2 separate regions of the Mus musculus genome follow, and region 2 is linked to region 1. Evidence: chromatin contacts called from public HiCAR-type data. All regions are on one chromosome and are shown on one strand. The core of a region is the stretch at or near the end of the contact, and the rest is flanking DNA. Distances in the headings are between cores, read along the strand shown.

Evidence for each region. HiCAR-type assays count read pairs that join an accessible place to other places.
Region 2: a HiCAR-type map of embryonic stem cells shows a contact between it and region 1, with 3 times the contacts expected there. The contact joins the promoter of Pla2g1b here to the enhancer-like site in region 1. A contact is called at or near these places in 4 of 39 promoter capture datasets (the SN4741 cell line, cranial neural crest, embryonic stem cells and 1 more), 10 of 115 datasets of contacts at active chromatin or transcription factors (T-cell acute lymphoblastic leukemia, embryonic stem cells, epiblast stem cells and 2 more) and 2 of 9 other capture datasets (embryonic stem cells and liver).

What each region holds. Positions count from the first base shown.
Region 1 is chr5:115,149,569-115,156,922 of GRCm38.p6, forward strand. It overlaps Mlec (malectin), which reads right to left. Exons shown (of 5, transcript NM_175403.3): 2 at 1,248-1,426; 3 at 640-816; 4 at 501-558. Among named protein-coding and RNA genes, the nearest start is that of Mlec, 4.9 kb to the right of the region's middle. Within about 2 kb of position 3,038, at least 66 of the 459 cell types and tissues checked have an H3K27ac peak or open chromatin away from gene starts, as enhancers often do. A contact at or near this core is called in T-cell acute lymphoblastic leukemia and embryonic stem cells, where this site is marked.
Region 2 is chr5:115,463,128-115,470,481 of GRCm38.p6, forward strand. It overlaps Pla2g1b (phospholipase A2, group IB, pancreas), which reads left to right and starts at 3,015. Exons shown (of 4, transcript NM_011107.2): 1 at 3,015-3,193. The coding sequence starts at 3,160.

The DNA.
Region 1 (7,354 bases), core at 1,788-4,287:
CCTGCCAGTCCTCAGGTAATTCTAACTGAGTGAGATAACGGGGAAGGAACCCCAAAAGGGGTCATCACTAATCCCAACTCATAGAGCAGTTTCCACTTTGTCCCAGAGGCAGGGTGTAGGGGTGCACACCTTTACTGCCTGCACTAGGGAGACTGAGGCAGGAGAATCTCTGTGAGTAAAGGACAACAGCTTGGTCTACACAGTGAGTTCCAGGACAGCCAGGACTAGAGAGACTCGATCTCAAGAGGAAAAAAAAAAGATTTTGCCAAAGACTGACTGCTGATTAAACAGTAACAGGCAGGGATGAACACAGACCTGACTTTAACCCTTTGTGGCCAGAACCATGTGATACTTTGTCCTTGTATGTTTGACTGGGAGTTCCCTATGATGTGGCTTTAAATATTTCCCAAACAATGACCAGCTGTATTATCTATCGCAAGCACTCCGCAAGCATACCCTGCAGCACAAGTCACGGAGCAGAAGGTAAAATTCCAACTCACCGTCTACTGTCCCAGCCAGGATGTAGAGTGCACAGACTTTGGGATTGTCATAGTACCCCTAGAAAAGGGAAGGCACAGTCAGGCCACAGGCAGCACATCTTCTCCTCCCTCCCACAGGAGGAGGCCCAGCCGCCGTTACCTTGACAAACTCGATGTATAGCTTCCCTGTGAAGGTGGACACCTCCCCCCGCACACTCAGCTTCCCCTTCCTGATGCTCATCGGGATGATTTCATCATGGGCCGTGCTGTGCCCGACACGGTCAAAGATGTCCAAGTCCTTCACCACCACATGGCCATTCAACCGGACATCAAACACCTTCCCAGAGTAAAAGACAAGACACTGTTAACACCACCAGCTTCAGACCCCTCAAGACATCAGACATGTACCTGCTCGGGCTTCATAACTTAAATTATGACTCTGGACATACTCCAAGGTGACTGTAGTCCTCCACCAGAGCCAACACAGCCATGGCCCTTGGCTGCCAAGGTTTCATGCTGGCCTTACAGGGAGAAAGCAGACAGACTGAACCAGGGACGCCAACGCAGGGGACAAGCTGCTGAGAGTCTGGGAAGGAAGTGAGCAGGAGGTTCCTAAAAGGACCCAAGACAGGTACAGCCAATGGGCAGGGGGAGGACGCTTCTCCAGGGTGGGAGGATCCTCATGGTTTCTACGATGGCTTCAGAGTACTGAACTGTTCAAAAGCAGCAGTGTGCTACTGGCCAAACAGGAACCTCAACACCCCTCACCTTCTGCTGAGACTGTGCAAAGTAGACCTCAGCAAACTTCAACACCAGCACATAGTCGCCCTCCTCCTTGACGGGTACTTCGTAGCCAAAGGTCTCTTCATTGTACCGCTCTGTCTGATATAGGATCTGGTCCTCCGGGGTGGAGCGCAGGATCGGCAGTTTCATGCCATAGTCCGAGGCTAAGGAAAATACAAAGAGAAGGCACATCAGAGGCAGGATGAGGAAGAGTGGAGACCCGGTAGAGGCATTGCCAGGGCAACACTCTAGTAACTCTCCCAGCAGAAGGGGCCACTCCCTCTGCATCTGGTTCTAAAGAGTTCACACAGAGACAAGAATCAGATAGCTGCTGACATGGAAGAGAAACATCAAAGAAACCAAACAGGAATCACGTCAGCAGAACTTTAAATTTAGTTCCTGGGCATGCTGGGAAAGGGTGGGAACGAGCGTAAAGGGAATGAGGTGCTGCAGAGATCATCAAGGAGAGCCTCAGGGAAAACCTCCTGAGACCAGGGACCAACCAGCAACTCTCCTCAGTTGTAATGGGTTTTCGGTCTAAAGCAACCAGGCTATCTGTCAGGGAAGCCGCTTACTCTTACGTTTACTACATTACTCACAACAAAGAATAAACTAGCTGGAGTTTTTGTTGTTTTTCAAAAATTTTATTGAAAAAAGTTCCCAAGCTGGCAAAGAAAAACAGGCTCGTAAAAGAGGGGACGGTGTTCTGCAACTTCCTCCAGCTGCAACTATCTTACATGACTGAGTTCACCTCCGCTGCCCTTTCCACCACCGCCTCGCTCGATTAAACCAACCAGAGAAATGTTCTACCCAGGTTCCGCTCAGTAGCCACTCGGTGCAGCTCCTACTGACACAAGATTAAAGCACTGCACAGTGGTGGGGCCAGCGTGAGGAGCACAGCACCCTGCGTAAGAGTCCACCTTCAGAAGACCGACCAGCTTAAGAGCCGCCTCCCTCGTTTCTAGGACTGACACCAAGGATAAAGGAAGGACTGGAGAGGTGGCTCAGTGGTTAAGAGCACCCTCTGCTCTTCCAGACGTCCTGAGTTCAATTCCCAGCAACCGTATGATGGCTCACAGCTATTTGTAATGAGATCTAATGCCCTCTTCTGGTGTATCTGACAGCTACAGTGTACTCACATACGTAAAATAAATAAATCTTAAAAACAAACAAACAAAAAAAAAAAACAGAGAAATCCTCTACAGCCCCCAGTCTTCTTGGTAACGAGCTGTAAATGTGCTCCCCCCCCCCCCCAAAAAAAAAACCAAACAAACACTAAACTCCGGTCTTCCCAAACATATACCACCCTCCAGTCCCAGGCCATGAGTACTCATGCGTCCTGACAAGAATGTTGGGCTCTCTTTAGCACACACACAATGAGGCTTATCAACATTCCATAAAATCTCCCCTTCCCCCAACTGCTTTCTCAACTCCAACTGAAGATTTTAAGCCTACCTTCCCCCTGAAGATACCTGACACCTGGATCCTTTGACAGACGGGCAGATCAGCCAGGACCACACCACCCTGAACATGTCTGAGCTCATCTGACTCACTCCTAAGAACATAGCCCAAGAGCTCTGTCCTCCAAATCACCATCATTTCAAAGAAAAGGACCCGACAAAAGGTGAAAGATGAGCTAAAAGTTCCAGTGGCTAAGGTCAAGCCCTTAGAAAAATAAACATAACTGTTAACAGTTCCTGTAAGTGACATTAGCCTTGTGATCAGTTGCACAGGGGAGACAATGGGGCAGGAAACTCACTGTAGTTTTGTCTTCAGACTCTCCTCCCTGTATCTCCTCAGGAAATCAAAGACACATGGCTTCCAAAGGATGTGGGGCTAACACACTCTCGATCCTTCCCAAACTCAAAGGCTGCTCAGGACACACACACCTATGCAACCTGAAAGGCTATTTCTCCTCCAGCTGAGTGCTAAGAATTTCCTTCTCCCAGGAGGGCAGAGAGACGCTTGCAAATCTGGAACATCAGCTAGCTGTCGGTTATTGTTCGAGCCACAGAAAATGTTGTGCGTGTGTGGACTCCACCCCCATCCCCTCACTGAAAAGAAAACTTGAGAAACCAGAAGCAGTGTTGCCTGCAGCAGCCTCAGCCCCACAGTTCAGAAAACTGCCAAGTGAGCGAGACTTAAACAATCTGGGATTCACTTTTAAGCCCAAGTGGCTGTCCTAAGAGACCTGCCACAAAGTCCCAGGAGACAGAGTTGCAAAAACAGGATTTTTCTTCCCTTACTAGCCTTTACACACCAACAGCTAAGCAGGTTTCTTTAACATAGAATGAGTGGACAGTCAGCACACTGCTGAAGCCGGCACAGCACAGCTCACTTAACCAGAAGGAAGGAGGCCACAGGGCCTACATTTTATCTGCTCCTAGGGCAGCCAGGCTCACTGGAAAATTCAACCCAGCTCGGAGTAAGACAGGCCTGGATTCGAATCCTGACCCTATCATCTACTAAGTGATGCTGAACTAACTAGTTGTTTCTTTTAGGTCCATTTCCTCAACTGCAGTATGAGGTCATCACCCATCCACAGAACTGCAGAGGCGGTGAGCCACCTGGAAAAATCTTAGCAGATTGTCCCACATGGAGACAGACAAAAGATAAACATGTAGAAATGCCCACTGGGCAGACACAGGCAGTAAAGAAAATACCTCTGCTCTGGGAGTTAGAAACGGGGTAGCTGCGCCAGCAACAGCAGGCAGGCAGGGCAGAGTGCTAGGAGCTACAAGTCAGCCTGCACTGCAGAGCTAGCTTCAGGCAAGCAGGGCTGCACAGTGAGTTCCTGTCCACATACATACATACATACATACATACGAAAGCAGATCGAAAGGAGGCAAAGGAAATGAATTGGAAAGCTGTAGCTGAAATGAAAGTCTGGAACCAGCAGGAACACATGGGCAGGACCCACTATAGAGTGCCAAGTACACCTGTGACCCCAGCACTCAGGAGGCTGAGGTAGGAGGGTGCCACAAATTCAAGGCCAGTCTGGAGTAGAATGAAGCCTGCTTAAAAACAAATAAATGAATTGCTTCCTCTAGGCCCTCTGACCACTAGATTTTTTTTTTTCTCAATCATTTTGTTTGTTTGTTTTCGAGTCAGGGTTTCTCTGTGTAGCCCTGGCTGTCCTCGAACTCAGAGATCCGCCTGCCCCTGCCTCCCAAGTGCTGGGATTAAAGGCGTGTGCCACCGCTGTCCGGCTTCTCAATCATCTTTTTCAAGAGAGGTTAGTTTCTAATAAATTATAATGAACAATGGGGTCAAGGAACCTATGACCTAAATCATCTACCTGTACATTTCCAGTACTTAGGGCTCTCAGAAGCGTTGCCACTAATAGGAAACAACACAGAAACAGAACTCTACACAAACCTCCAGGCCATAAGCAAACCATGGCTCTCCCAACCCCCTTTTCCCTCACTCTCTCTACAAGGCTCTTAGCTCCTCAAGGCTAAATTCTTCCTTAGCCAAATGGCAGCCCCCAATGGGGTCCACTTTAGGGTTAAACAGTAAGTCACTTGACCGGCTCAGGTCTCCAGACAACATCTCTCCCCTCTGGACACACACTCTGACCTACTTTTAATTTCATGTAAAAGGCCATCAAGCAGGGAAGAAAAAAAAAAAAAAAAAAAAAAGACAGCACTCTACCCTGCTCTGGACAGCAGTCCTGTTGGAGGCTCCTAACATATGACAGTGTGACTGTCACGAAGGAAGACAAGGCTCAGGGCAGTAAGCAAGGCCCTCAAGCCATAAATTCTAGAGTGAATCTCCTTAGGAAAAGAAGGAGTGTCCCCCAAAACCAAGCCAAGTCCTCTGTGACCCTGACATACAACATATAGAATGGCAGGGTCTAGTCACCACAGGTCACCAAGTCAAGAACCTGGAAAGCCAGACCTGGGCCAAGCCTGTAATCCCAGCACTTGGGAGGTGAAGGCAGGATAATCAAGAGTTTAAGGTTATCCCAAAGCTACATGCTAAGTTTGGGGCTAACCTGGACAACCTGAAACCTTGTCTCAAAACAAACCAGCCAAGAGCAAAGCCACACCCCCCAGAACTCATGCTGGGCCACAGCACTTTCCACAGCAGTACATCTGTCTGTTGAACCGAGGCACACAGATATAAAATGCCTTTTCCAGGCTGTGACCATTAGTGATCCCAAGGCAGAAACAAGTCAATACACATGTTATCAAGTGCTGTTAGAAGCATAAGCCACTGGGTACCCAGGCCACTCAGTTACAAGAATGCTGAACTTACAAAGAAGGCAGAGAAATGGCAGGCAAGTTCAGAATCAGGCCAAACCCTTAGAAAATGTCCTCAGCACACGTGCTGCAAACAGTATCCCAGCCATGTGGGAAAAGAAATGAAGCACTGCCCTCCTGCAATCAGCATAAATAGCTGCATGAGACAAGGGTCTCCAAATAAGGGGCACACCCTGATCCCGAGAAGGCAAGGCAGCCTGAACAGCTGCTCTTCCCTGGGCAGGGCCGATGCCTCAGAACAGAACAAACTAGAAAGCTGACTGCTCAGTGGACGCTTAAACGTATCTGGGGCCCAGACCCAATGCCAGGGAGCTGCCTAGGGACTTAGTAAGTACTAACACTCGCCGGTCCACGCCACAGCACTATACCCAACTTTTCTTTCTATCCATGCCTTCGTGCCGGCCACACCCAGACAAGCAGACAGTCTGGGGCAGGGGACCTTCGGTTCTACTTCCCCCCAAATGCTATCGTCCAAAATCAGATTCCACGATGAAAGAGTCTGGCAGGTCTCACACACTGTGTATTTGCTACAATTACCCAGCCCAACCCCAACCCCTGACACACACACACACACACACACACACACACACACACACACATGAGTGTTCTGGCCCCCAGGAAACTACAATCCAAGGACGAGAGAGCCTAGCTGGCTACTGACCAGGCCAAAACTAAACCACCTGCACCAGCAACCTAAAAGCAGAGTATCAGAATAAGAGGAATACCAGAGGACTAAAGATGGCAGTCCTAGTTTCATCCTCTGTACCGGGGACCTAACAGGAGGACAATGGAACCAGTGTATAGCTGGATATCTGAATGAAGAAACCAGCTGTACACTGCCCTCACCACCATTATCTCAAGAGGCAAAGTCCACCAACTGTGCGGTTTCCTCAGGAGCTCCTTCCTCTCTGCCCACAAGCATGAAGAAAGAGGAACACCAGCAACAGAGGCAGTAACGACCTGCTGTTACAAAGTCTGGCTTTGGCTGCCACGACCTGGAGCCCTGACTCAGCGGAATCCAGGTTCCTGGGACCTGCATGCCAGGTCTAAATGAATTCCAGGACACAGAACTTCAGAGAACAGCCCCATGTGCCAAGACCCTTACATGTATAAAAGCAAAGAATTCTGGTTTCTTTTGTGAAACAAGCTCTCATAATGTAGCCCTGGATTGCTGGCTGACCTGGATCTCCCTAGATAAACCAGACTGGCTTTCATCAATCAGGGATCCTCCTGCCTCTGCCTTGATGGTACTGAGATTATAGGTGTGTGCCACAACATCCAGATAAGACACACACAATATAACTATCTCGACACAGAAACTGGGAGAAACTAAGTTGAAACCTTCAGTAAAGTTAAAAGAACCACACACAAACACTGAAAAAAGAGATTTCCTGTTGTCTGCAAAGGCAGCCTCTGCGCCCAGCATACAGCATCAATCTTCCAGAACATGAAACAAGAAAAACCTTTTCAAAAAACCTTTTCAAACAGTTTTGTGTAGTGTTCTGCCTGCATGTATGTCTCTCTGTGCACACGTGTGCCTGTGACTGTGGATGTCAGAAAGCCGCACTGGATCCCTGGGAAATGGAGTTATGGACAATCCTGAGCTATCATCTGGATGCTGGGAATCAAACGGGTTCTCTGAGAGAACAATCTGCACTCTTAACCACCGAGCCAGCTCTTCAGTCCCCGACTTTCCTTCTAAACCTGTTTTTCAATCCTACTTATGGAAGAATCTAGAGCGGTTTTCTCCAAAGAATGAATTGGGGGGGGGGGGGGTAAGGTAACCTATAACAGAAGTGCCTAGGGCAGAGACCCGAGTCCCAGCTA
Region 2 (7,354 bases), core at 1,765-4,264, 310 kb after region 1:
GTTAAAGTGGACACAGGTGTGAAAGGCTAAGGCGGACTTGTGAAGGAACGTTTTGCTGAAGCAGACACCAGAGAGAGGGCTGCTGTGCTAATGCAAGCATGTAAGAGGACACATGATAAGGATTCCTCACTAACAAGATGTACGTCTCGGTCCCCCTTACACTGCATAGCTGAGCTGCATTTGTCCAGCCTCCATAGAGAGAAACGCACCAAGAAACACTGGTGGTGTGCTGTGGCTTGCTGCTTTCCCAGACTCAGGGTGATTGGCAGAGTGATGTCAGCTAAGACAAGACCTTGGAAGACACATGATGCTGGGAGCGAGTATGAAAGGGACTCTATGGGGCTGGTGAGATGGCTCAGTGGGTAAGAGCACCCACCCAACTGCTCTTCCGAAGGTCCGAAGTTCAAATCCCAGCAACCACGTGGTGGCTCACAACCACCCATAATGAGATCTGATGCCCTCTTCTGGTGCAAGCTACAGTGTACTTACAAGTAATAAATAAATAAATAAATAAATAAATAAATAAGTCTTAAAAAAAAAAAAAAAAAAAAAAAAAGAGCCGGGCGTGGTGGCGCATGCCTTTGATCCCAGCACTTGGGAGGAAGAGGCAGGTGAATTTCTGAGTTCGAGACCAGCCTGGTCTACAAAGTGAGTTCCAGGACAACCAGGGCTACACAGAGAAACCCTGTCTCGAAGAAAAAAAAAGGGGGGGGGGACTCTATGGGGTAGGGGTAGGGGTCCTGATGAGATGGCTCAGTGACTGCTCTTCCAGGTCTTGAGTTCAATTCCCAGCAACCACATGATGGGTCACAACCATCTGTAATGGGATCTGACGCCCTCTTCAGGCAAGTGGATGCATATGCAGCAGAGCACTAATACATGCAATAGAATTAAATAATTTTTTTTAAAAAGGACTCTGAGGGCAGTGATGGAAGCTGAGCTAGACTTACTAAGCTAGAAATTTAAAGAATTTGTTCACCCACAAAATTCGTTCACCCCTTTAATCCCAGCACTTGGGAGGCAGAAGCAGGCAGATTTCTGAATTAGAGGCCAGCCTGGTCTCCTGGTCTACAGAGTGAGTTCCAGGACAGTCAGGGCTATACAGAGAAACCCTGTCTCAAAAAAAAAAAAAAAAAAAAAAAAAAAAAAAAAGTTCCCAAGTTCTAGTCTGTAGGCGTTTACAGACTATACATTAACTGCTAAGTCCTTGACTGTTCCAAGAGTCATTCTGGTCTGATTCCACATCTCCAAAATTTTCTCACAAACCTGCACTGGGAAGCAAAAATATGATGTTTTCAGAGTGGGAAGAAACTAAGATGCGTGGCTTGGAGTTTGACAGACATAAGCATGAACCAACCTTGCCTTGCTTACTCACAGTCTGTGACCTTAGGCAAATTATTTCACCTCTCTGAACGCCTTTCCTCATCTGTAGAGGGCATGGTAGATAGAACCATTCAATGACACCGCCCCCACGCAAACCCAAGCATTCCAGACACAAAGGCAGGAGTCATCTCCACCCTGCCTTCCTCCCCGACTTCTTACGGTGTCTAACAGGATAGTTGCCCCAGGTCCCTTGAAGCTAGGCTAAGGAGCCGTGCGAGGAGGCAGGAGTATCAGAAGCTCAGGGTCAGGCTTCAGGTTAAGATCATACCGCTGTGGCAGAGCACCAAGTTCCATTCCCAGCATTCACGTCGGTGGCTCAGAACCCCTGTAACTGACTCCCTCTTCTGGTCTGTGTGGCGTCTGCACTCTCACATGCACACACAAGGGAGCTAGTGAGATAGATCGCGCTTAAGAGCGCTGGCTGTGCTGAGGTTTTCATCTTTGCCCGTCTATTGTAATGCAAAGTGCGAGCCCCCAATACCTCTGACCCTGCCCCAACTTATTTCTGATTGGTAAATAAAGATGCAGACAGCCAATAGCTGGGCAGAAGAGACATACGTGGGGTTTAGGTGTTTAGGTTTCCCACTCTTGGGGTCAGAGAAGAAGGAGAGGAGAAGAGGAAGGAGAGGCCATCTTTGGTTAGGAAAAAGGGAAAACGTCACCACGTGGGCTGACCAATTGGAGATAAGAGCAGTCCAGATGAAATATAGTAAGTAATAACTCGGGGTTATCGATAGGAAGGTAGATTCTAATAGCCCAGAGGGTAGGCAGCTGCCCAGCAACTATGCTGCTTGAAGCTTATTGTTGTGTGTGTTCCGGAGTCTAAATGGTCTAAGGTGGGGTAGAAACCTTGGGCCTGGGGCTGGCGAGATGGCTCAGCGGGTAAGAGCACCAACTGCACTCCCGAACGAACTGAGTTCGAATCCCAGCAACCACATGGTGGCTCACAACCACCCATAATAAGATCTGATGTTGGTGTCTGAAGACAGCAACAGTGGACTTATTATAATATAATAAATAAATCTTTGGGCCAGAGCAAGCGAGGCCGACCAGAGCGAGCAGAGGTCCTAAAATTCAATTCCCAACAACCACATGAAGGCTCACAACCATCTGTACAGCTACAGTGTACTCATATACATAAAAATAAGTAAATAAATATCTAAAAGAAAGAAAGAAACCTCGGGCTGAGATTTAAAGTAATTTCTACAACAGGCAGTCTGTTCTTTCAGAGGTCTGAGTTCAATTCCCAGCAACTACAAGGTGGCTCATGACTGTCTGTAAAAGGGATCTGATGCCCTCTTCTGGACTACAGGTGTACCTGCGGACAGAGCACTCATACGTAAATGAGTGCATTTTTAAAAATATATTTTTTTTTAAATCTAAAAAAAAAAAAATTTAAGGCTATCCTCAGCTACACAGCAAGATTGAGGCCAGCCTGGGCTAGAAACCTTGTCTCAAAAAAAAAATTAATAAAGTAAAGAGGAGTTCAAAGATGTCCCATGAGTTCCAGGGCAACCTGAGACTTGTCATAATGGGGTTAGGGGGAGTAGTAAAGGATTCCAAGATCTGGAAACCATCCCCTTGGGGAGGAAGTGCCAGGCGCAAATCTGTGGCATTATTTTCTCTTACAGGCAAATCCCTCTGTGTTGTTCCCCCGATAGACCAAGGCCAGCCCAGAGTGGCTAAGAGCAAAGCAAACAGCCTTATCTTGGGAGCGTGGGGCCCCATGTATAAAAGAGGGAAGTCACTGGAGTTCTCCCCTCACTCCTTCTGAAGATGAAACTCCTTCTGCTGGCTGCTCTGCTCACAGGTAGGCCCCTCTGTCGCCTCTCTCTGAGCACCTTACGGTCTCCCTCTTCTCCAATGCCTCCCTCCCACTGGTCACGCTGGAATTGTTTGGCATTCTCCTTAGGGTCTAATAGCCTCTGGGTTGGGGTCTCCTCTTCACCCCAGTGTTCAGGACAGCTGGTGCTTTTCGACCTCTGGGTCTGAACTCAGATGACCCCTTAGAAAATGCTCCCTCATTTGCCTACCCAAGCAAAGGAAGCCCCCTTCTGCCTCTGATGTCTTCTTGCCCTGGCACCACTTTCCTTGGCCTTGCCAGTGCCCTAACAACTTTTCCTTTTCTTTTTCTTTAAAAAAAAATTTTTTTCCCCAAGTAGTACTAATGTCTTTAATCCCAGCTCTCAGAAGGCAGAGGCCAGCAGATCTCTGTAAGTTCGAGGCCAGTCTTGTCTACAAAGCAAGTTTCAGGACAGTCAGAGCTACACAGAGAAACCCTCTCTCTCTATATATAGATATAGATAGGGTTTCTTTGTATAGTCCTGGCTGTCCTGATATATATATATATATATATCATTATGTGTCTGAGCGTTTTGCCTGCACATATGGTATATATTGTGTGAGCAGTGCCTGCAGAGACCAGAAGAAGGGTCAGATCCTGTAGCACTGGAGTTGTAAATAACTATGAGCTGCCTGCCATATGGGTGCTAGAACCAGACCTGAATCCCATGGAAGGAACGAAAGTGTTCATGACTTCTGAGCCATCTCTCCAACCGACCCCCTTATCATCATCACCATCAATAGTAATCATTATTATTTTATTGATATGACCTTGCTATATGGCTCAAGATGTCTCCTCTCCACAGTATAGCCCAGCCTTGGGACCCTCCTCTCTCAGCCTCTGAAGTGTTAGGATTCCATCTGTGCCTGGCTTGAGTCTGCAATTTTTGTTTTATTTTGTTTTGGTTTTCGAGATAGGGTTTCTTTGTATAGTCCTGGCTGTCCTGGAACTCACTTTGTAGACCAGGCTGGCCTCGAACTCAGAAATCCGCCTGCCTCTGCCTCCCAAGTGCTGGGACTAAAGGTGTGCACCGCCACCACGCCCAGCTGATTCATTTACATATTCAGGCACCATCTGCATACAGGCATTACATCCCCAGCTCCGTGAACAGAAACAGATTTGGGCCCTGTGCACGGAGTCACCTGTAGTTGGCACGTAAGTCGTTTCTATTCACCCAGCAATGATTGAGACCTGCAATCAGGCTGTAGACTGAGCCTCAGAGATAAAAGCGTCGTGTGCCTGTTCCAAAAGCACATGTGTTTGCGCACACGCGCACACTCTGTGCGTTAGTTATGACTGTGTCTAGCTTCTGTAAAGCATATGTCTAGCTGTGTCACCTAGGGATACAGCCCCTACTTACTGCCACCACAGGGGTCACCCACATCGTGGGAAAAGCCAGCTGCTCCCTTTCTTTGTCCCTGGGGTCTCCCCACAAATGGTTAGCCAGAATGAGCCCAAAAATAGAGTAAGCAGGGCAGGGTCTTACGCGCCCTTGATCTCCACGCTCAGGAGGCTGAGGCAGGAGGATTTCTAGTTTGATGTCAGCCTTGTTTACATAGGAAGACCCCATTGTGGTGCTCACACTCATCATTCTAGCTCTCCAGAGGCTGAGGCAGAAGGATTGTCATGAATTCAAGGCCAGCCTATTTTTACAATGTTAGCTCCTGTCTCAGAAAGAATGAATAAAGGAGGCCAAGCAAGGTGCTGCTGCGTGCCTTCAATCCCAGCACTAGGGAAACAGAGGCAGGAAACTGTGAATTCAAAACCAGCCTGGTCTACAGAGTGAGTTCATGCCAGCCAGGACAGTATAGTGAGTGAGACCTTGTCTCAAAAAGATAAAAAAGAGAATGGAAGAAAGATGAAAAGATGGAACTGGACAACGTGTGAGACGATAAGGCAGCATGGTGACTGAGGAGATGGGACCCCGAAAGTCCCTTGTTCTCTGTGCTCTTTATGCAGCAGGACTCTGTGCAAGCGGCTGACGGCCTCTGCTCCACGAGCTGCTCTGCAAAGCCTGTGCTTTGGGCAAGCGCAGTCATGGCACAGGTTTGCTCATTCATTCAACAGAATTTTGTGGAGTGTCTACTAGGTACCAGGCACATACTTCACTCACTGACTTTATTCATGGCTTATCTAGAGTCACATGCACACACACACAAACACAAATACACTCACTGCATAGACACAAACACAGATATACCACACACACAAAACACACACCACACACAAATATGCACAAACAACACACAACACAATACACACACATATACACACAAAGAGACACACACACCACACACGCAAGCAGATATACACCACACATATACAGACATACACAAACACACACAAACAACACATAACACAATACACACACATACACCACACACACAGGCACACACATACCATACACAAATACATATCACACACACATACACCACAACGTGTGTTAAGCACAGTGATAGGCTTTAAGGAGAATGAAAGCCAGGAGACCTGCTCTTGAGAACCTCCTGTCCTACCGACTGAGTGGGAACACATTAGCTAGGATGCCTTAGCACCCACAGAAAAATCCAGGCACAGCAGCGACACCCCTACAATTCCATGACTTCAGAGATGGAGACAGGTGGAAGCTCTCCGGGGCTTGCTGCTTAGCCACCATAGCCAAGCCCCCAGCTCTCAGCCACCATAGCCAAGTGGCAAGCCCCGGGCTCACTGAGAGACTCGGTGTCAAGAATAAGAGAGTGAGTTAAGATTCCAGATGTTGACCTCTGCCCTCCACCTACATATGCACACATACACACACATATGTCAGTCCAAACACAAACCGAAGTACTATGAAGCAAAAAAACATGGGACAGTAGAGACACTGCTTGGATGTGTGGACCGGAAGATCCTCTTTAATGGGGAAGCATCGAGGCCAAGATCTCTCTAGCCATTCAGGAGGCTGAAGCAGGAGGATTGAGAATTTAAGACTTGGACTATAGGGGCTGGTGAGATGGCTCAGTGGGTAAGAGCACCCGACTGCTCTTCCGAAGGTCCAGAGTTCAAATCCCAGCAACCACATGGTGGCTCACAACCATCTGTAATGAGATCTGACTCCCTCTTCTGGAGTGTCTGAAGACAGCTACAGTGTACTTACATATAATAAATAAATCTTTAATAAAAAAAAAAAAAAAAAAAAAGACTTGGACTATAAACCGGGCGTGATGGAGCACGCCTTTAATCCCAGCTCTCGGGAGGCAGAGGCAGGTGAATTTCTGAGTTCGAGGCCAGCCTGGTCTACAAAGTGAGTTCCAGGACAGCCAGGGCTACACAGAGAAACCCTGTCTCAAAAAAACCAAAAAAAAAAAAAAAAAAAAAAAAGACTTGGACTATAGGTAGACTCAAAAAAAGAAAGAGGGGGAGAGAGAGAGAGAGAGAGAGAGAGAGAGAGAGAGAGAGAGAGAGAGAGAGAGGATTAAATAAATAGTAACATTTCAGTCAGTCCAGGAACTCTCAGAAAGTGACTCAGAGAGTGGCAAGCCTATTTGTGCTTCCGGCCACTTGTCCATTGGTGACCTGGGCAGGAGTGGCAGTGGAGAGAAAGAAGAGATGAAGTGGAGTCCCAGACCCATGGAAGGGAGAAGCCTCAGGCTGAGGTGCAGGGCCGACACTGGGGCTGAGGGAAATCCAGGATGTTTGTGCATTTATGAACACAGCCCTGAAGGGCACAGCGAGACAAACTCAGAACTGGTCCACACTGGCCTGCGCTGACCCAGCTTCGGCTCAGACCTACTTACTTACTGATTGCCCTCCTGTTGGCTGTTCCTGCGTGTGGGAGGCACTGAGCACCACACCATTCTTTCATCCTTGCCTCCATCTTCCTCCTCCTCCAACTTCTTTTCCTGAGGCAGGGTAACACGTAGCCCAGGCTCCCCATTCAACAACAACAAAAAGAAGTTCAAATTGAAGTTATCTTCTTACAAGGCAAGTTTAAGGCTTTCCCAGGTTATGTGAGACCCTGTTTCAATCAAGCAAGCACAAAGTCCTGGCTTCCATCTGCAAACTTCTTATTTTTTTTAAGATTTGTTTATTATTACCAGGCAGTGGCACATGCCTTTAATCCCAGCACTTGGGAGGCAGAGGCAGGTGGAT